Regions from separate parts of the Pan troglodytes genome. Here region 2 is linked to region 1. A link is a contact called in public HiChIP or PLAC-seq data. All regions are on one chromosome and are shown on one strand. The core of a region is the stretch at or near the end of the contact, and the rest is flanking DNA. Distances in the headings are between cores, read along the strand shown.

The links. HiChIP or PLAC-seq counts read pairs in DNA pulled down with a chosen protein or histone mark.
Region 2: a contact with region 1 is called in an H3K4me3 HiChIP or PLAC-seq map of stem cell-derived excitatory neurons, with 2.3 times the contacts expected there. The contact joins the promoter of FAM13A here to the promoter of HERC3 in region 1. A contact is called at or near these places in 1 of 7 Hi-C or Micro-C datasets (stem cell-derived neural progenitor cells) and 1 of 1 datasets of contacts at active chromatin or transcription factors (stem cell-derived excitatory neurons).

Annotation. Positions count from the first base shown.
Region 1 is chr3:89,961,595-89,967,016 of NHGRI_mPanTro3-v2.0_pri, forward strand. HERC3 (HECT and RLD domain containing E3 ubiquitin protein ligase 3) reads left to right here and starts at 2,588. Exons shown (of 26, transcript XR_010156637.1): 1 at 2,588-2,704.
Region 2 is chr3:90,474,947-90,480,368 of NHGRI_mPanTro3-v2.0_pri, forward strand. It overlaps FAM13A (family with sequence similarity 13 member A), which reads right to left and starts at 2,832. Exons shown (of 24, transcript XM_063809676.1): 1 at 2,476-2,832. It overlaps TIGD2 (tigger transposable element derived 2), which reads left to right and starts at 2,899. Exons shown (of 2, transcript XM_016951868.4): 1 at 2,899-3,319; 2 at 3,503-5,422. The coding sequence starts at 4,413.

The sequences.
Region 1 (5,422 bases), core at 1,338-3,837:
ATATAGTACGTTTGTTAGAGAATATATGAGAATGCAGAAAGAAATGGATGGAAGACAGGGCTATAGAAATGGAAGGAAAAAGTAAACCATGGCCTCTTCAAAACAGTTTACATATCTGCTGTTAAGACTATTGCTGATGCTGGAGCCATTTAAAGCCATTTTGAAGCAGGACATGCTTGCTAAGGAAATTGTCATTATATGTTGTCCCAATGAAAAAAAATAAATCGAAGTACTGTGGTATCTTTACTGTTCTATGTAAGTTCTATGTAAGTTCTCAGGGTTTGGCTATTTATTTGGTAAAAGAAGCTTACAGTATCCTAACTTGTTATTTATACATCGCTCCTACCCCATGTCTAGGCTTGAGTCTTTGATAACCATCCTTTTCCTCAAGATGAAATTTCATATGAAAAACATTTGAGCCGGCCGGCACGGAGGCTCACGCCTGTAATCTCCACTTTGGGAGGCCGAGGTGGGCAGATGATTTGAGGTCAGGAGTTCTAAACCGGCCTGGCCAACATGGTGAAATCCCGCCTCTACTAAAAGTACAAAAATTAGCCGGGCGTTGTGGTGGGCGCCTGTAGTCCCAGTTACTCAGGAGGCTGCGACAGGAGACTTGCGTGAATCTGGGAGGCGCAGCTTGCAGTGAGCCGAGTTTGCGCCACTGCACTCCAGCCTGGGCGACAGAGCGAGACTCCGTCTCAAAAACAAAAAACAAAAAAACAACAACAAAAAAAGAAAAACACTTGAGCCATGGGCCAGACATATCAACCCAAACACTGATTGATTACAAACCTCATATGTGACACATAACAATAGGATCTCTCACTTTCTCCTTTGCAAGTACCGGACTCCTTCCTCTTCCTACCAGACTCCTCTTTGGGCATTTAACCAGTTCTTTTGCCAACAGCATCTCTAAATTGGGATTGCATCTTTGTAATAGACTAAACTTTTGTGAAACTGCCACATATCTGGAATATAAGTGAATTGTGTTACTCTTGTCCCCAGTGTTTCTTTTTTTCTTTTTCTTTTTTTGAGACAACGTTTCATTCTGTTGCCCAGGCTGGAGTAAGTACAGTGGCTTGATTTCAGCTTACTGCAACCTCCGCCTTCCAGGTTCCAGTGATTCTCCTGCCTCAGCCTCCTGAGTAGCTGGGACTACAGGCGCACACCACCCTACTCGGCTAATTTTGGTATTTTTTTTTGTAGAGACAAGGTTTCACCATGTTGGCCAGGCTGGTCTCGAACTCCTGACCTCAAGTGATCCACCGGCTTCGGCCTCCCAAAGTGCCGAGATTACAGGCATGGGCCACCGCGCCTGGCCATCCCCAGTGTTTCTAAACGTGTCAAGTGTGATCCAAATTTCAAAGGTTTGTATTTTTTCTTAGATGACCTGATAACTTAGATTCTGCTTTTTTAGCTTTCTTGTCTCAGTGTACTGGACAATTTGCATTATTTCACGGAGGACTCAACACTGTCAGTCAGCCAACAACGTCTCATCCCCAGGATACACCACTCCTTGAAACTTTCTTTTCTACTTGGTCAGTCTGTTAGGTTCTCAGGACGAGCGATTGCAGACCTGAGGTGATTTGAATGTCCTTGGTAAGAATCTATCCTCAAAGGGCCTTCCTGGTTCAAATGCCAGGTTATGGAAATTCTTCCACTGGGAGAATTATTCCTTTGGATTAAAGCAGTACCGTGCCAGTGTTCTGCATTTTACATTTAAGGGGGGCAGACACATGAAGTCACCTTTCTGAGGTTTTCTGCAAAAGATTAGCTGTGGATCAGATCAGGTCTAGGGCAAGTATGAAAGCACTAGTGACCTTGGGGAGGAGGAGGAAGCTCTGGGATTCGGCGCTAGGGAAAAGTGGAAAAGGACAAACTTTTAAAAAATCCGTTACTGGGTATAGGCCACAGAGTGTCTTTCAGATTACAAGATTTTAAGATCTGGTGCTCAGACTCTTCTTGCTATGCTCCCCCCGGGTCCACCCTCCAGCCTCCCCCAGGCCCGCCTTTCTTCCGCAGCCCCGTGCCGGTCTTCGATCCCCACCTCTCCAGAAGAGCGCCGGCGGCTGCCGCGTACCTCCTACCCCGCCTCTCCCACCGCGCAGCGCCGCGGGCCGGCGCCGCGCTTCCTACAGTCCTACGAAGGGGAGTAAAGCAGAAGACTAGCGCACTCTCCCTCAATTGTCACCCTCCAGCTTTTTCCCCCGTGCCCAAGGCTTTCGGTCACCTCTTCATAAATAATAAAAACCAGAGTCCAGAACCTGAATAGGCAACCGCTGATCGGTCCAGCTCGCTTCCCCGCCAGTGAAAAGCAATCTTATTTCAGCGTCAACGCTCTATGTCTTCCAGTCCGATCTCGACTGACACACCCGTGCCGCTGTCCCCGCGCCGGGCCCTCGAGTCCTGTCACCTCGGGCCGCCTGCGCCTGGCTCTGGGGCCTGGGCCTCTCCCCTCCTCCCGCCCGCGGACCTTGCCGCCCCGCCTCCAGCCCGTGCCACGGCGGCCGCCATTGGCGCGGGCCCCCCCCCAGAACGGCGCCCATTGGCCCGGTGCGAAGCCATTCACCCAGCGCATTCCGCCGCCCGCAGGCTTGCGGGGAAACTTCCTTATTATTGTGACGCCGAAAACGGAGAAACCCCGGGTCCGGCGAGAGGGGCTGTGACAGTCGGAGTCCCAAGCTGCGGTTCGGCTGCTGCCGAGGTGCGCAGGGCGGGGGCCGGGGTTCCAGGGAGGAGGGTACGGCGGAGCTGCAGCCGTGCTGGGCCGCGTTCCGCCTGGCACTGCAGTCAGCGCGCGGCTCCCGGAGGGGCGGCTGCGGCTCCTCCCGTGGCTCCGGCGGCGGGGGCTGCAGGCACCTCCAGAGACGACCTGGGTCTGGGGCGCGGGGAGGTTGGGGCGCGGCGCCCTTAGTACCCTGCGTACGCCTCCCTGGCGTTCTCGTGGGCTCGCCCTCCGGTCAGAGAGCCCCGCGCCGGGAAAGGCGAGACAAGCCTTCAAAATGGGAGCGCCTCCCGCCCGCGCTCGGCCGCCCTCCCGCCCTGCCGCCCGGGAGGAATTGCGACGCAGAAAGTCAAAAGGAGGATAGTCCCTATGCTCGCCCCCTGCCCCTATTTAAATTCTGGGGTTCCAGGGACCTCCGTGCAGTGAGGGGCGCGGACGCTTTCAATTGAAATGGGAGCTGGCGAGGCCCTGGCATTTTGGGGAACCTCAGCGGCCGCGAGGAGTTTGCGCCGAGGACGCGGTGCACGGCGTCCGCGATGACAGCGCCGGCAGGGCTGCGGGGCCCGGCACCACCCACTTCGCGGAGGCCGGGCCGGCTCGCCTCTCCCGGGTCCGCCTCCTGGGCGGGGCCGGGGGCGAGGGTGTGTGCGGACACGTGTGTACGGGTGTGTGTGTGTGCGCCGACACGTCGGTGCGGACCGACGCGGGGGTGTCAGGAGCTGGGACGGCCGGGGGCAGGTGAGACTTGAGTCATTTGTGAATGTGTGGAGTGGGCAAACCAGGGCAACCAGACCGAGAGGAGCATGTGTAACCTGAAACAGGTGAGCCTATGGAGACAGTACCTAATGCGACTGTGCACGGAATATGTGTATGCAGCATGAGCTCCAGGGAATAAGTATTTGAACTTTGCTGTTGGTCTGTCACTGTTTCTGGCTGCTTTCTGATTGCATTTTACATCAGCTTTCAAATGAGCCCAATTAGGAAGTACCTAATTCAGAGAAAAGCCTTCCAGGATTTTGCTTGCATTCATCACGCATAGAATGCTTTGGGAAAGACGATTCAAGAGCTCTCTTCCATTTTTATGTGTCTTCTGGCTCTTTCCACAAATAAGCTATTTCTAGAACCTTTTATTTGAAGATTAGATAAGATCAAGTGAGCTGATTTTTCAACTCTAGACTTGAGAGAAATGAAAAAATAAAAAGTTTTAAATGCAGTGATCGGGTATCATGTTTTAGTCGGCAGATTACTGTGAAGCTCTCTCCTTTTGTACTTTCCTTTACCCTGGGGGAGGAGGGAGTAGCATTATAAATCAGAAAAGCAAAGTACATGGAATGCATATCCTAAAGCAAAATAATTGAATTACATATTTTATTTACATCATGGTCATACCGCCTTCGAGGCTAGGAACTTTCTGTAAAAAGTATAATGCAGGGAACAAGGAGGACAGGTTGGAAACCTCTTTGGCAGAACTCCTTTGGCATGAAAAACAAAATTAGCACATTAGCACTAGCACCCAGTTCTTGTTCAGTAAGTAGCTGGAGTTTACTTTTTGAAAAAGAAACAGGGATTTCAGAATGTTCCATGTTGTGTGCTTGAAGCCATTCGTTATAGCATTTCATTCTGAAGACCAAATTTAAATTTCTTAAGATTTGTATGACCAATTAAAAACTTTTTTTATACTTAATGAGAGTAGTAGTACCCCTACTGGAGACACAAGATAGTTATGCTTCAGTTTTACAAGTAAAAGTACTATTCTCCAGATCGAATGGGATTTTCTGCATAGAGAGGTAGAAATAAAGTTATGACAATATCTTTTCTTTCGAGATGGGGGGTCTCGCTCTGTTGCACAGGCTGGAGTGCACTGGTGCGATCTCGGCTCACTGCAACCTCCGCCTCCCAGGCTCAAGCGAATCCGCCACCTTAGCCTCCAAAGTAGCTGGGACCACAGGCGTGCACCACCATGCCCAGCTAATTTTTTGTAGTTTTTGGTTTCGCCAAAAGACGAAACGGGGTTTTGCCATGTTGCCCAGGCTGATCTCCAACCCCTGGGCTCAGGCTGTCCACCCGCCTGGGCCTCCTAAAGTGCTTGACAAAAATATCTTAAAATCATGGAGTACTTTTTCTTTTGAGATACTTTAGGTACCTCTCTGAGATGATCTCTTCTCATTTTGCATGATGGAGGATGTGGTAATGAAAAGGGAAAGACCGGGTGCAGTGACTGCCTGGGCGCAGTGGCTCACACCTGTAATCCCAGCACTTTGGGCGGCTTGAGACGGGTGGATCACTTGAGGTCAGGAGTTGGAGACCAGCCTGACCAACATGGTGAAACCCCTTCTCTACTAAAAATAGAAAAATTAGCTCGGCGTGGTGGCGGGCGCCTGTAATTCCAGCTACTTGGGAGGCTGAGGCAGGAGAATCGCTTGAACCTGGGAGGCAGAGGTTGCAGTGAGCCGAGATCGGCCACTGCACTCCAGCCTGGGTGAAAGAGCCAGACTCTGTCTCAAAAAAAAAAAAAAAAAAAAAAGAAAAGAAAAGGAATGAAAGGAGACAGTCTTCATAACAGTTGTGGCAAAACAAGCTGCTATGTGTCATACATGGAAAAATAAATAAAATAGACAAAATTTAATTATTTTCCAAAATTTTCTCTAACAAAAATGGGAGATTTTAAAGTAATTCCATTTTTACTACTCCCTATCA
Region 2 (5,422 bases), core at 1,582-4,081, 510 kb after region 1:
AAGGCTGACAGAGAGAGAGAGAGAGAGAGAGAGAGAGAGAATAAAGCTGTATCTCAACTGCTTATGGTCCCCCACGTGTCCTTTCAACTACCCACCACCCGTCCACCAACTCCCCTCAGACCCCAGCTGGGCTTGGAACCTGACAACAACCTACTACTTGGAATTGGAATTTGAAGTTGGGGGGACACTCCAGGCAGATGGTATCAGAATTGAAATGAATTATAGGATACCCAGCTGTGTCCAGTGGAGAACTGCTTGGTGTGTGCTGTGTTGAGCATATAGTACATGAGAAAGAGTAAGGCAACTTTGCCTTAGGCACCCAACATTCTCATTTTTTTTTGAACCTACATTTTTAAGAAATAGGCTTTATTTTTTAGAACGGTTTTAGGTTCTAAAATTCCACAGAAGATAGGGAGATTTCCCACCTACTCCCTGCCCCCACACATCCATAACCTCCCTATTATCAATATTGCCCACCAGAGTGGAACATCAGTTACAATTGATGAACCTGCCTTGAAACATTTTTATCACAGAGTCCATGGTTTCCATTAGGGTTCACTCTTGGTGTTGTACATTCCGTGCATCTGAACAAATGTTTAATGACATGTGCCCACCATTACAGTTGTACAGAGTAGTTTCACCACCTTAAGAATCTATTATTGGCCAGGCAGGATGGCACATGCCTGTAATCCCAGCACTTTGGAAGGCCAAGGTGGGAGGATGACTTGAGCCCAGGGGTTTGAGATCAGCTCTGGCAACATAGCAAGATCTCATCTCTACAAAAAATACAAAAATTACCTGGGCATGATGGCACGCACCCGTAGCCTACAGTCTCAGCTACTCGGGAGGCTGAGGCAGAAGGACTGCTTGAGCCTAGGTGGTTGAGGCTGCAGTGAGCCCAAGCCATGGTCGTACCACTGCACTCTAGCCTGGGCAACAGAGAGAAGCCCTGTCTCAAAAATACACATATATACACATACATATATTCTTATTATATATATGTATGTGTATATATACATATTCTTAACATTCTAAGTCCTCTCCCCCTTGTGCTGTAATATGTCTGCCACAACTAGCCACCCCTTCCCCCAACAAAAGGAGAAAGTTTGCCCAATAAAACTGTTTTGTGTAAAGACACAATTGCCTTGAGTAAAATCTTAGTAAAAGTCTACTAATTACAATTGCCTTGAGTCAAGCGGTGTTTTGAGAAAATCTAGAAATGTGGGCTGTATCCAGATTTGAACTTACACAAGGTGATAAAAAGGGAACAGCTATAAGACATAAAACAGCAAACTGGAGAATCCAGGAGGAACAGAGAAAAATGCAAATGGTATCTGGAAGAAAATTAAATCCTAGAGATATTGTGGAAAAGAGAGGAAGAGTAAGAGGCAGGATTCCTTTGTATTTAAATATCCTGGGACACAGCTACTCCAGCAGACTTGGGGGAGAGGGGGAAAGGCAGGCGGCTGACATCTGGTTACAGGCTGCCTCATTTCCACATGGGTGGCAGTCGGTAAAGTGCTGTTCTAGCAGTGTTTCACGCTCTTCACAGGTATCAGGGAAAATAAGAATATTTTGTAAAGTTATATAAAACTACCATGAAGTAAGTTATAATCTACCCAAAATAGGCAACCAGGACTTCCAGAAAGGGACTGGCTTGTTGGAAGCCAAATGGAAGGCAGGGAAGAGGGGAGGTCTAAAAGCAGGTATTCTCCAAAAGCCACTTACAACCTCACAACATAACTAGATCAAAGAATTTCTGTCATGCCAGATAGTGGAAGGCTGCTATGTTGAGAAAGGCAATTGAGCAGTTTTGGCGGCGGAGTCAAACAGAAGGCTTAGAATCAACATCTGTTTTCTACAGTATGCTCGCTTTGATTTCCATCTCCAAGTTTCTGAAATTCCAGAAACAGTATATGGCCTTGTCAAAGAAATGACGAATTACTATGTTACTTTGTGTTAACGAAAAGGTTACATTTATGTTCATATGGAAGAGATAATTCACTGAAGAATTTTCAATTTTTCAAACTGACACGCACACACAAGACGGAAAGGAAGGCAGCCTGACCGCGTTTCCCAGGAAACAGGTGGTGCAAGGTGGAGGTGCACCACTCTCTCCTCCAGGAAGGCGGTGACCCTTCCGCAGATGTCTCCGTTGGAAACAAATAAAGGGAATATCGGTCAAAGCGCAATTCCCTGATTCCACTTGAGAAGCCCCGGGCGTCGAGGCACGGCAGGAAATTTACCACGACGCCTCCCACTGGCTCAAGGGTCTCCCAGGTGCTGTCGATTTTGCAAAGGGTCCGTCTCTACAGCGACTGTGACGAATTCCGGAGCATCAGCACCGGGGAGTGCTGACCCGACACTCGGCTCTACCGCAGCCCGCCGTGCCTCGGCACCCTGGGCTTGTCCGGTTGGGTGTTGCCGAGAGAACGCCCCAGCTCCTGCCCGGAACCCACGTCCGCCGGCTCCTACCGTGCCTCATGATCCTCGCTCGGGCTAGCACTTTCCACGCGCGCTGACTCTGGGCTCCGACACCTGGACCGCCTCCGCAAGGCGGCGCGGCTGCTGTTTGTAAACACGCCCCACGTGCGCTCGCCCTGCCCCATTCGCAGCCCGCTCCTGGCACGCGAGGATCCTCCGCTTTCCCCCCAGCACTGGGGGTGGGGTGAGATTTTAAAATTTCCCCCTAGGGAAAGAAGAGCCTCGTCGGCAGAGCCGGGCCACTGGGAAAAGCGCCAGGACAAGGCAAGCGTGTGCCGCCCCCTGCCGGCCAGGGAGGCACTGGGGCCCCGAAACGGCCAGGCGGTGAGCGGAACCCACGCGGCGCCTGGAGACGCACCCCCGCCGGGCCCCGCCCCTCCCGCCCGCTCGCCGGAGTCCCCTCCCCCGGGCCGCGTGCGCTCACCCGCGCAGGCCCCGCCCCCTCGCCGGCACAACGTTCTGCGGGGGCGCGCGCGTGCTCTCTAATCCCCCGCCTTCCGGCTCCGGCAGCGACGCTCGTCTCTCTCCGCTCGTCCCTCGCCGCTGCCGGGCCACCAGTGCCAGCCTGCCTCAGGAGACTCCATTTGCGCTTAGTGTGGTCTGGGCGCCGCGCAGGCGGTCCCAGGGCGATGCCCGGGGCCGGCGGACTGGCGTTCCCTGTGCCAAGCGGCCGCCCACTGGCTGGCTGGCTGCAGCAGTGACATCCTGGTCGCCGGCGTCCAGGCGGAATCCGGGCTCCCTCCGCGGGAGGAAAGACGTCCCGCGCTCTGAAGCTCGCCCAGCGGGGAGAGGCCCTCGCTAACACGGCTTCTCTCTGACCTCTTAATTTCAGGAGGTAGGCTCTTCAGGTCCCTCTCTCTGTCACCCCAGATTATGCCTGAAAGCATTATTTGTCGTATTTAGCTATCACATTGATAGGAGGCGTTAATTTTCTCAACATAGTTGCAGGATAAATGTGGATAATGCCACAGATCCTGATGTTGAATTGAAAGAAAATGTTTTTGGTATTTTCCTTTAGGTTTCGGAGCCTCCGAGTATCTATACAGCCCCCACAGGAACTCCTTCTGTTGGTCCATCGAGGATCGTCTTTCACCAGGATTATTGTAACATCATCTTCACCGAGCCTGCCACCCCATAGCCTCTACCTTGGGTCCTCATTTCCACCGATGCAGTTTTTTTGATGCTTTCTTTAGTAATGTGACATCACATGTCCACTATCCTCCTTTCCAGCTGCCAAATCTAGTAGGTTTAAGTCGCTTTTAAAGTAGAGAGTTTTCTGCCTGTTCCACTTTCACCTTATTTGCACTGTTCACTTCTGTCCGGGTCATCTTCTCTTGCGTATGATTTCCACAAGCACTCACTTGCGCAACCTATAGCAGAGTCCGTGCCTAGAGAGACAGCATTCCATACAATCCACTGCTTGACAAAGACCACATAGTCAGAGAGTGCGTTTTCCCATTGTATTTTCCTGTATGTCAAGTTTGCAAGTCCTCTCTTGACTTAAACTGTTTACTCCCTAGCACATTTCCTAAAATACTTCCACCTGAGATTTAGTGGCTATTCTGGCAAAGAACATTACCTGCAAGGATGGCAAGAATTGAGTATGCAGTAGTACTGTTTTAGAAGCCTTACCAGTACAGTTTCTAGCCTCTAGTGTGATTGCACTTCATGAAAGACCCTGAACCCTGAGGAGAAAGAAAGATAGAAGATAAGAGTTAATTGGCGCTAGGCTTTGTTGTAGGAAGTTTGTAAGTTTTAAAATAGCAAGTAGATTCACGTAGACCTTGTCAGGAAATTGGTCACTATCCATCTAGGCCCTAGAAGTGAGAGGAGGAATCTTACGAACTCATTTTCTAGTTCCTTTGTATTCAAATCTTAGTTGTTAATTATCTTGTTCTAGTAATCACCTAAAATATTAGACACTTAAAATGTTGGGGAAACGTAAGCGTGTGGTGTTGACAATTAAGGACAAGCTTGACATTATTAAGAAACTTGAGGAAGGCATCTCTTTCAAAAAACTTTCTGTGGTGTACGGAATTGGTGAATCCACAGTTCGTGATATTAAAAAGAACAAAGAAAGGATTATAAACTATGCAAACAGTTCAGATCCTACCAGTGGAGTATCCAAACGTAAATCTATGAAGTCATCAACATACGAGGAGCTTGATAGAGTTATGATAGAGTGGTTTAACCAACAGAAAACCGATGGGATTCCAGTGTCCGGAACGATTTGTGCAAAACAAGCCAAGTTCTTTTTTGATGCTTTGGGAATGGAAGGTGATTTTAATGCATCGTCAGGCTGGCTAACTCGATTTAAGCAGCGCCATGGTATTCCAAAGGCTGCTGGTAAAGGAACAAAATTAAAAGGAGATGAAGCTGCTGCCACAGAATTTTGTGGTAGCTTTCAGGAATTTGTTGAAAAAGAGAATCTACAACCAGAGCAAATTTATGGTGCTGATCAAACTGGATTGTTCTGGAAATGTCTACCATCAAGGACGTTAACTCTTGAAACTGACCAAAGTACTTCTGGGTGTAGGTCAAGCAGAGAGAGAATCATCATTATGTGTTGTGCAAATGCAACAGGTTTACACAAACTTAATCTTTGTGTTGTGGGGAAGGCCAAAAAGCCCCGAGCATTCAAAGGCACTGACCTTTCAAACCTTCCTGTGACATATTACAGTCAAAAAGGTGCATGGATAGAACAGTCTGTTTTCAGACAGTGGTTTGAAAAGTATTTTGTGCCACAGGTACAGAAGCATTTGAAATCCAAGGGACTTTTAGAAAAAGCAGTGCTTCTTTTGGATTTTCCCCCAGCACGTCCAAATGAAGAAATGTTGAGTTCAGATGATGGCAGAATAATTGTGAAGTATTTGCCACCAAATGTCACAAGTCTGATTCAACCAATGAGCCAGGGAGTTCTAGCCACTGTAAAAAGATA